Regions from separate parts of the Mus musculus genome. Here regions 1 and 3 are each linked to region 2. Evidence: chromatin contacts called from public promoter capture Hi-C data. All regions are on one chromosome and are shown on one strand. Each heading gives the region's core, a stretch centred on a gene start, on an enhancer-like site or on the middle of the called end of the contact. The rest is flanking DNA. Distances are from core to core; before and after follow the strand shown. Region 1 holds the start of Ube2cbp (ubiquitin-conjugating enzyme E2C binding protein). Region 2 holds the start of Tmed3 (transmembrane p24 trafficking protein 3). Region 3 holds the start of Pgm3 (phosphoglucomutase 3).

What was found. Promoter capture Hi-C pulls out the DNA fragments that hold promoters and counts their contacts.
Region 1: a contact with region 2 is called in a promoter capture Hi-C map of pre-B cells. The contact joins the promoter of Ube2cbp here to the promoter of Tmed3 in region 2. A contact is called at or near these places in 1 of 39 promoter capture datasets (pre-B cells) and 1 of 484 Hi-C or Micro-C datasets (CD4 T cells).
Region 3: a promoter capture Hi-C map of erythroid cells shows a contact between it and region 2, with 15 times the contacts expected there. The contact joins the promoter of Pgm3 here to the promoter of Tmed3 in region 2.

What each region holds. Positions count from the first base shown.
Region 1 is chr9:86,463,496-86,466,896 of GRCm38.p6, reverse strand. Ube2cbp (ubiquitin-conjugating enzyme E2C binding protein) reads left to right here and starts at 1,981. Exons shown (of 10, transcript NM_027394.2): 1 at 1,981-2,156. The coding sequence starts at 2,080.
Region 2 is chr9:89,703,538-89,707,039 of GRCm38.p6, reverse strand. Tmed3 (transmembrane p24 trafficking protein 3) reads left to right here and starts at 1,997. Exons shown (of 3, transcript NM_025360.2): 1 at 1,997-2,294. The coding sequence starts at 2,115.
Region 3 is chr9:86,570,113-86,573,765 of GRCm38.p6, reverse strand. Pgm3 (phosphoglucomutase 3) reads left to right here and starts at 1,924. Exons shown (of 13, transcript NM_028352.4): 1 at 1,924-2,036; 2 at 3,359-3,564. The coding sequence starts at 3,361. Rwdd2a (RWD domain containing 2A) reads right to left here and starts at 1,778. Exons shown (of 3, transcript NM_001145969.1): 1 at 1,709-1,778; 2 at 703-929. The coding sequence starts at 903.

The DNA of each region.
Region 1 (3,401 bases), core at 732-3,231, 3.2 Mb after region 2:
CACTTTTTTTTGTATCTAGCCGTCTTTCAAACGCGTATTCGAAAGGGTTGTTGTCTTTACAAGTGTTTTTGCGTGTTCTAGTTTTAAACCATATATGAGGAGCACGCTAATCTGAGGACGCTGTGTATTTTGCTAGGTGTCAATATTAAGTATTGCCAAAATTTAAGTAATATTCTGTGTTAAAAGTATAAGAGAACAATTGTCCTTCAAATAAATGAGTTGCCACCAAATAGTAGTTACCTTTGCTTTTTTTCAAAAATTATTTACTTATATTTTATATGGGAGTGCCACAGGTATGTGTGTGCATGCATGGAGCCCAGAAAAAGAGGTCAGATGCTCTGAAGTTGCAAGCAATTATGAGTGCTATAAACCTAGCTTCCCAGTCCTGTGAAACAGCAACCAAGTGCTCTTAACCACAAAGCCAACCCTCCATCCCAAAGCTTTTACTTTTTAAAGCTATTATTCCCTCTTATGATCTCAAATTGTTGGAATGAAACAGGAATTTATATAGCAACATGATAAACTTTAAAACACCTCAAAGGTTGATATTAGAAAAGTTATCTGAAATCACATTTTCAGTATACTTAAGACCAGTTTTTGTTTTGAGACAGTCTTGCCACATAGCTCTAGACGGCCCTGTACTCACATAGCCCAAACTGACCTTGAACTTTCAGCAATCCTGCCTCAGTCTCCTAAATGCTGGGGTTGCAGATATACGCCATCCTCTTTGGATTAAACCTATTTAGAAATGCTTCCAGTTTGTTCAATGTCAGATAATTATAACTATGAAATTATGAAATGGAACATCAATAAACAGGATTTCAGTCCTGGCTAGTTTTATGTCAACTTGACACAAGATAGAGTCTTCTGAAAGGAGGGAACCTCAATTGAGAAAATGCTTCCATAAGACCTAACTGTAACTCGTTTTTTAAAATAGTGATTGACCTAGGAGGGCCTAGCCTATGTTGGGTGGTGCTATCCCTGCCTGGGTCGGTGATCCTCGGTTCTATGGGGAAGCAGGTTCAGTGAAACCATGGGAGCAAGCCAGTAAACTCACCCTCCCATAGCTTCTGCATCAGCTCCCCCTCTCGGTTTCTGCCCTGTTTGGGTTCCTGTCCTGACATCCCTCAATGATGAACAGTGGTATAGAAGTGTAAGCTGAACACATGCTTTCCTCCCCAAATGCCTTTGGTACTGTTGCTTCATCACAGCAAAAGCAACCTTAACTAAGACAATCCCCATTATACAAGCTATGTTTTAAATAACAGCTTTCCATTCTTAAAAGGTGTCCAACTGAAATCCTATGGCCTGATATATTTGTTTATACCACACTAGATCTTTTACTGCATCAAACTTTCGAAATGTATCTTGTAGGAGCAATTAAGTTATGACTTCTTTTATTTCTGCAGTATAGTGGGAATGTATATCAGAAATTACTCATTTCCTTTTAGCTTCTCAAAAGTTACATGAATGGTCAGTCAAGATACAAGTCCACCAGTCTTTTAGTGGTTACACTGGTTTTTGCAACTGTTTCAGTCTTGGAAGTACCATATCTAGCGCGAAATGTAATGGCCAATCAATTGTGGATATTTTTGGATACATCATACGGAAGCTAATAAACTGTTCTAGTTCAAATAAAGGAGACTCCGATAAAGTGGGCTTTGGGGCTCTGGACCTATGGGAAGTACCACCTGTACAGCTTCTGCTCCATTATCTACCTCATCCTACTCAACTATCCAGAGAAGAGCTTCCCCTGGCCCAAACTGAGCTTTCTGTTCATTTCAGGGAAAGAAATGCTCGTAGTCATAGTCAAGCCCATCCAACATCCTTCCAGTGGAGGTCAGCTCTGCTCTCTGGGTCGCACCTGTCCTACTAGAGCGGCCACTGGGGCAAGGTCGGCGCCTCGGCAGTGCGCTCTCTTCCCGGTAGGTGGCGCTCTAGCCGACAGACGGCCGCCGCCGGATCCCTTCGCGCTACCTTGGCCTGGGAGCCAGCCGCCTGCTACGGCCGCACGTGCTCCCACCCTGTCCGGGTTCTAGTAACTGTGGGCTCGGTCCCGCGTGGGTCCCTGAGTCGGCCATGGCGGTGGCTGCGGCGGAAACGCGCGTGTTCCTGGAAGTGCGGAGACGGCTGCAGAGTGCGCTGCTAATCCTGGGGTAAGGGAGGGAGCACCGGTGCGCGGGACCGCGTGCATGGGCCAGGCGCGCGGCCCGGAGCCTGGTGCGCGTGTGCGTGGCACAGGAGCGCGGATGCGCGGGACCGAGGGAGCGAGCGCGCCGGGCAGTAGGCGCGTGCGCGGGACAATGTGCGCGTGCGCGGGGCGAGATGGGTTGCCCTGGCGAGCATTTTAGCCGCTGAACCATCTCCCCAGCCTGTCTGCGAACTTTAAATTTCATATTTACTACACAAACAAGAAACTTTTAGGGGGTAAAATGCTCCTTTTTGCTAATGGTCAGCAATTTTAATGGTTTGTGATCTCTTCGTGGGTTTTGCCTAGTTCTTAGTGACAAATGTATCAAATAGATGTGAAAATGTACTACAGAGCAGCACAGTTGTATTTTTTTTTTTCCTTAGCTTCGCCTTTTTTCCTAAAATCTGACAAGTAGCTAAAGTGGCAGTTTTGCATGCGGCCTGAGGACTGAACTCAAATCCTACCTTTCTCACATGGGCAGAATTACCTGGATTTCTTCAGTTTTAAGATTGGGATTGAGTCTAGGCTCAGTACAATTCATTTGTGTAGCTTGTACAGATCTTGAATACTCCCCAGTATGGGGATGAAGGGTGGGGAGGAGTGAGATCAATATCCACAATTTCTGTCCACTGTGTTTGGTAATTAAGAATACACACATTACCAAATACAGCTGCCTAATCCCTCGTACCAAACAAACTCTGTGAGAAACCTACTTTGCTAGACTGCCTGTTTGTCTCTCTGATCTTTTGACTGTTGACTTCTAACACAGCTCAGTCCCTTATCCTACTAAGAGAACCATGGTCTGGTCCCATTCAACCAATCTACACAATATCCCTGTTTCTCGAACTGTGTTGACATGTGTATTAGTCAGGGTCCTCTAGAGTAACTGAATTGATTGAATGAATCTGTCTATAAATAGAAAGAGGATTTATTAGAACGACTTAACAGCTTGCAGTCCAGCCAGTCCAACAGTGGCTATGAATGAATGTTGAGTCCAAAAATCCAGTGTTTGCTCAGTCCGTGAGGCTGTGTGTCTCAGCTGGTCTTCAGTGCACTTCCTAATGACAGTGAGAGGGAGGGCAAGCAAGCAAAGAGCTTCTTTCTTCCATGTCCTCTTCCCACAGAAGTTGTGGCTTATATTTGAGGTGGCTCTTCCCAGCTCAAAAGATCCGGATAAAGGAATGTCTTCCTACCTCAAAGGTAGGAAGTG
Region 2 (3,502 bases), core at 748-3,247:
ATCTTGCACAGCCCAGCACAGATGGACTCTAGATGAATGTAGCATCATGGGCAAATCCAGGGAAGACTGCCTGACGTTCAACTGTCCAAAACCATGGACTCACAAAACCATGGAGATTATAAATTGAGGCTGGCTCAAGCTGCTGACACACAGAAAAAGTGAACAATGACAAGAGCTACTGAATTAAACATCCCGGGCTCCTTATCAAATAGGAGCAAACTTATTTTTTTTAAAGACATGGCTACTAGTGAATATTAATTAATATAAACTATGTTGAGCTGGTTACTCAATTAATATAAATTATGTTGAGTTGAATAGTGAGATGACAGTGTGTCTGGTACATTGTTAGTGCCCGCACACTTTTAAAGCTTTCATTTCCTATTGGTTTTTAGCTTCCATGCTAAGTCCTGCTATTTATTTATTTTCCCTTGGGCATTCTCTGTTTGAGTCAGCTTCCTGGCAATGTCTATGCTGGCTTCCTCCTAATCACATTCCTTTGACTAGTGCCCCAAACGGAAAATAGCTCTCCTAAAACAATACAATAGGTACCACCTGATCACTGTCTGCTAAGGCAATAATTTATTTTTTTAAAACTCAGGCATTTTCTCTTGTCTTATATGTAGTTTGATGCTGATTCCAATTCTGCCTGCTCCAACTTAAAGAGCTGTGAAACCAGGCCTCTTCTTTTGAACCACTGCAGATTCCCCCTCCCTCCCCCACCCTCCCAACCCCCATCCCCACCACCTGGAACTTAAATGTAGCGCTTCATCTTTAACTTGTGGGAACTTCAGTTTTGTTTTGTTTTGTTTTGTTTTGTTTTTCTTCACTTGATTTTCCAGTTAGATGATTATAACTTTCACATCTTCAAATACTCTTCATTAAAAATGTTAAGAGTTGGAGGAGAGATGGCTCACTGGTTAAGAATACTTCTAGAGGACCCCAGTTTGGGTCCCAAAAGCCTTATCAAATGAGTGACAACTGCCTGCAATTCTAGCTCCAGGGGATCCAAAGCCTCTGGCCTCTTTGGAGACCTGCATTCATATATACATACTCATATACACACATGTGCATACACATAATTGAAAATAAGAAATATAAGTCAATGTTAAATAGGACAAGCAGGGAAGGAGCCCCAAGGCACACAGCTCAACACCTCTTTCACATCTAATCTAGCACAGAGATAGTACATTTTATTAATAATTATATTATGGGTGCTGCTTTCATGCACATTAGCTCCTTGATACAGGATCCAGTATGGCCAGTGGTAGTGTATGCCAATTTTATCTATGTGGTAGTATATATGAGTAGTGAAATTCTTTGTTAAAATTAAGATTCACCATATCTAATAATGTTCTACTGACAGTAAGTGTTTATGTATCAGCAAATATTATAACATGTAATGTCTCTTTGTTTATGGACTATGGTGAACATAAAATCATATATATCCTTCTTAGGGCAGTTGTCATGAATAAGACAATAAATCAACTTGTCTTTCAACACTTTTAGAAGTTAAAGGGGATGGCAGATTCTCTCTGAAAAAATTTTCAATGTGACCCGAATGCGAAAACATAATTGAAATCCTTTAGATGCTTTTATTTCCAGAAGGGAGTCTGTGTGCAAGAAAACCTGTTTTCCCCCAGTGTAGCCATGGGGTTTACTTTGTTGAACACTTCTTCACCTTAGGTAGGAGGGGGGAGTGGAGGATCCGTCGCCTCCCTTCCCTGCGGTTCCTTTCTAGTCCATCGAGTCCTCCTAACTACTGAATGTGTTCATTACGTCCGGGATTTCTCCGGAGACGTGGCAGACACTAAGTGACAGCAAGTCAGAAACAGACTAGAAGCCCAACGGTTTCCGAGTTGAAGGGACGCACTGAGAAGTACCCGAGTCCAAGAGCCGCATCAAATACAATAGCGCCTAAACTCAGTGATGCGCTTGCGCAGCGGGCGGAAAGGTTCCCCGCCCACCTCTCTGGTGTGCGGCTGCGCGCGGAGTGGCCGCCACCCGGAACCGCTGTGCTGAGCTCGCGCCACGTCTCTTCAGGGGGCCCCTCCCCTCTCCCTGCTGTCCCTGCTGTCGCTGCGCGGGAGCCTAGAGAGGACTAGGCCCGGAGCATCATGGTCCACGAGGCTCCGCACGCTTCATCCTTCCAGATGCTGCTACAGCTGCTGCTTCTGCTCCTGCTCCGGGCCGAGCCACTGCGGAGCGCTGAGCTCACCTTCGAGCTGCCGGACAACGCCAAGCAGTGCTTCCACGAAGAGGTGGAGCAGGGCGTGAAGTTCTCTCTGGATTACCAGGTGCGGCCCTAGCCGCGTCTCACTGGGGCTACTGGTGCGCCGCCATCCGGAGCGGCCAAGATTAGCCACCAAAGGCTGAGGGGGTCGGGGATAACAACCCCAGACCGGTTGACTTCTCCCTGAGAAGAAACGTTTGTATCTGCCAGAGCCCTCCCGAAGTGGGCCAGGGGCACTGGGGAGTTAGGCAGGCTACAGGTGAGCGCTCAGGATGGGGGGCCTGTTACCGCCCCCTGTCGCCCCCTGCAGAATTGACCAGAATGACCTCTCCCAGGTACCTCCAGGAACATCAGTATTAATTAGCTGGACACCCACTGGGTGGCAGTCTGACCCAACTGTCACTTTGGGCTGGGTGTCTTGCTGGTGCTGAAGTCAGCTGCATCCTTTACAGCTGGAGTTTGGGGTGACATAGTTGGAGTGATGAAGGGTTTTTTTTTTTTGAAAGGAGGGTTCAGTGCAGACTTCGAACCCTGCCAGTGTATACTTAAGGACAGTCACACACACTCCCTCCCCAGTGGTGTGGCTATGTGGCTTGCCTCTCTGCTTACCATATGGCTCAACAAAGTTAGGTCCTGCACTTTGGTCTCCATGGACAGATCTCATAGCTAACAGTTGCTTTGGTAAAGGCTCTATCCCCTAGGGTTAATGAGTAGGCATAGGGTCAGAGGGATGAATGACCACCATAAAGCAAGACCTCTAGAAATGAGGTGACACAGGCACCCCAGTTGTGTACAATGAGTAAGCCCTTCTATGGTAGACGCTCTGAAGGTTGCTTCTGCTGACAATTCCATGTATGGTGGAGTCACTGATGAGACTGCTCTCACATCTATGGACGACATACAGTGTGTGTGTGTGTGTGTGTGTGTGTGTGTGCCTGCCTCAGCACAGGCAGCCTAAGAATAAGAACAATATTCTTGGCTGGGCAGTGGTGGCGCAGGACTTTAATCCCAGCACTTGGGAGGCAGAGGCTGGTGGATCTCTGAGTTCGAGGTCAGCCTGGTTTACAGAGTTCCAGGACAGCCAGGACTATACAGGGAAACCCTGTCTCGAAGAAACAAAACAAAACAAAACAAAACAAACAAGAACAACAACAACAACCGCCCCCCCCACCCCAGCATTCTTGATGTGGCTAGTGAGGCTCCAGAAGCCGTTGAGGGTAGGCATGCCCCATCAGTGGGGGGAAATCTATAACCACCAAAGAGACAAGCCTC
Region 3 (3,653 bases), core at 675-3,174, 3.1 Mb after region 2:
GACAAGATTCCTGCCTCAGACCGGAGCTTCCTGAGGGAGACCATGCTCACACATAGCAAGAATTTCATTTCAATTTGAGAGGCAGAATCTACTGTGGGAGAAGTTCAAGGTTCCACTGAAGTGTGTAATTAAGGAGATAAAATGGTCTGAGGGAAGGACAACTGAAGGCTTCGTAGGGGAGAGCGAAAACATTCTTCTAAATGTCCAGTCCACATGGTACCTGCTCTGCTAATGTTCCTAGGACTAAAGGGTCCAGAGCAAGGAGGTAAGTTTATATTTAACATTTAGGTTTTGTATGTGTAGTTACTATGCACATTCAGTGTCATTGAAAACCGATGAAATCCTAAACACTCATTAACTTCATTAAAGTCTGTCTGAATTTATGGACCATCTCATGTTTGGTACATTTTCCTTCCAAACGCATCCTGGGATTTGAAATTGTCTATTTGTTACCTGGACAGGAAGCTCATGCTTTGGGTTTTCCAGTTAACAAGTGGATACCTGGGGCTATGCCATTAAGAGCACTGGCTGCTCTTCCAGAGGATCAGGGTCCAATTCTAGGTTCCCACATGCAGTTCTGGCCTCCAGGGGGCACTGCATGCACATGATGAACAGACATACATGAGGGGGAAACACGCATACACATTAAAAGCAAAACACGATAGGCACCCAGAAACACTTAGGACCAATGAAAGCACCCACCTTGGGCTCCTCAATTTGGAGCGTGATGACAAATTCGATGTTGGGTGGGAGCGCCTCCCTGGTGCCTTCCAGATACCTCTTTATGTTTGTTAGGGCGTTTACATCTTCGAGTTTTACTTCTCCTTGATTAGGAAACATAGAAAACAGCATTTCCATCTCCAGCAGCTGAAGCTGAAGGCTTTCTTTTACTGACCCTGACATGTCTCCAAATCAGCCGGCTTGGAAACCTGGAAAAGGCCCAGAAATAATGGGGTTGTAAATGACGACTGGTGTCCAGGAAATTTTCCCAAGGTCCCTTTTCTAAGAGGCAGTCCCGCTGTTTGTAGAGAGCTACGGGCACGCATCCATACACTTTAGATTTCTCTCCTAGCCCCCCCCCCCCAATCTAGTACGCACAACATCCTTTAAAATGCTCCCTCAAACCCCAGAATCCTTGTCTCTCCTTCCCACCCTTGCCGGCCATTCTGGAGTCTGCGCTTTCAACAGGTGCTCGGGTGACAGATTTCGTGGCCGGTGGTTGCAAACACCTGTATTCCTGGTCAGCCTCAATCCCGGGAAAACCAGGGACCGGCCCGGGAATCCCACTTGGATCTCAAGCCTGCGCAGCTAGGAAGGATGCCTGCAGTGCGGAGGGGAGGGCTCTAGGTCATCCCCGCCGCCAGCCCCCATCCGCAGGCCCCCTCGGAGGACAGCCTCCCCGGACCGCAGTGGGGTGCAGCATCTCGCGCAGGTGCATAGGGACGCCACCGCAGAGCCAGGGGCTGGGAGGAGGGGTCTCAGCCATTTCCACTTAATAAAGTGACGCCTAGGGCTAAGCGGGTGAAGACCCGCGGGGATGACGCTGACCTCGCCTGGCAGGGGCTGGGCTGGGAGGTGATCTCGGTGGTCGGAGGGACGTCAACGCTCCCGTTCTTTAGGGACCCGGGACCCTGAGGCCCAGGCTGAAAGGCGCAGCTGTCCACCCCGGGAGCTAACCTTCGGCCCGCCTTAGCCGCCTTAGCCTCACCCTTTCAGATCACTCAAGCCAAGCAGCCCCGAACCCGCTCCGAACCGCAGCCGCAGTTCCGCGGGCGCGAGCAGCGCGCGGACGGCTGGGGGGCGGGGCTTGGCGCATAGGGCGGGGCCACAGACACCAACCCGCCGCGATTGGTCGGGGCGGGGCTTGGTGGTGCAGGGGCGGGTTCAGCGGCCCTTCCGGGCTGTGATTGGTGTGGGCGGGGCGTCGGGCCGGAAGCAAAGCTGGGCCACGTCTGCGAGGTCTGAGAGAGTTGGTTTGGTGCGCACTGCGCGGCCGCGTCTCGCCTGTGGAGAGAACGTTCTTGCTCCAGATCTAGGTGAGCGGGCGTGGAGAATGCCGGGCCGCTGTGGGTGGGGGTTCATCGGCAGCTGAGGCTGGGGCATGACTGCCGGACCTACCTATCCAACGCTGCGCGCGGCCCAGGTGCCTGAGGTCCTCGCGCTGTAGTGCGCGGAGCCGCGAGTCAATCAGTAGCTCGGAGCAGGATGCATCCCCAAGGGTGGCAGTTTGAATGAAAGAAGCAAACACTGTTAGGGCTTTTAATAAACATTGCCATACCTAATCGAAATTAGTTCGAGAACTCCAAATGCATTAAAGGGTGGAAGCATGCCGTTGTTCTATGACTGTGATTTTCCTTTGAGAGTTCTGAATTTCGTAGGAGTGGTTGACGCCCCTATGAATAATAGGGATACATTACCAACGGGTCATTTTTTTTTTTTTTTACAAAATTATATTCGTCCTTGTGGACAAAAGTTTGATAACTAAAGTAGCTTGGGAATGATCTATTTTACTAACCGGAGAAAAGCAAACATTTCCCCACACTTCTGGTAGTGTTGTGTATAGAAGCAAGGAAGGACAATAAAGCGAGGAGGTGTGGCTGTTAGCGGAGGGACAGCACCCCCTCTCTGGGCAAACTAGGATAGAGCTGACCCAGGAAGTACAGTTTGTGGCTCTGCAAATACACCGCTGGCCGAAGTGGAAAACCCGAGTTGAATGAATTGGAGGTATCCCACACTCACTTGTTTTTAAATGACAGGTTGGAAGTAGCATGGTAGATGTTAGTTGTTTTTGATGTTACTTTAGAAGGCTGCCATGCCTGTCTTTATGGAGATTGGTGAGGCTTCTGTGAGATGGCCTAGCTGATGGGGGTGGGGGTGGGGTTGGGTCTCAGACCAGAGGAAATGACTGTCCATTGTTTTTCTTTTGGGACTGTTTCTTTCTAGCTTGAGAGGAACAGCAAAAGAGCCACACGGATTCCAGGTTTCTGACCTTCAGCCTCAGCCTTTCACTGGCCGCACACCAGACTTTATATGATTAACCGAGGCCCACACCGGGAGTTGACCCTTCTGTAACATAAAATGATGGTGTGATGGCATTACTTTAGGACAGTTCATCCTGAAGACAGAGTGGAATAGGAGTGGACAGTGGCTGGTGTCTCTCCCGAGTCTGTCCTGGAGGGTATGGTTTAGGCAGGGGCTTCTGGGTAATTTTAACTCCAGGGTCTCCTTTTCTCTTCCCTGCCTTCCCAAAAGTGGTTCTCTGGAGAGGGTCCCATTGAAACAAATGTGCTACATTGAGTTGGCAGTTTACCAAGCAGTACTTGAAAGCTTTCCCTTCTTTTATTTCTTACTCTTGTAGGCATGGATCTGGAGGCTGTGTGTAAGCGCTCGGCACTCCATGCCAAGCCCCAGGGGCTCATTCTTCAGTATGGGACTGCTGGATTTCGGACCAATGCCCAGCATCTCGATCATATCATGTTTCGAATGGGATTGCTAGCTGTCCTGCGGTCAAAGCAAACAAGATCTACCATTGGAGTCATGGTTACGGCCTCACATAACCCTGAGGTAACAAGGTGCTGTCTTTATTTACAAGACTAAGCTATAGTGTCTAAGAATCTTGAACTGAAGTCCACACACTTTTTTTTTTTTTGGAT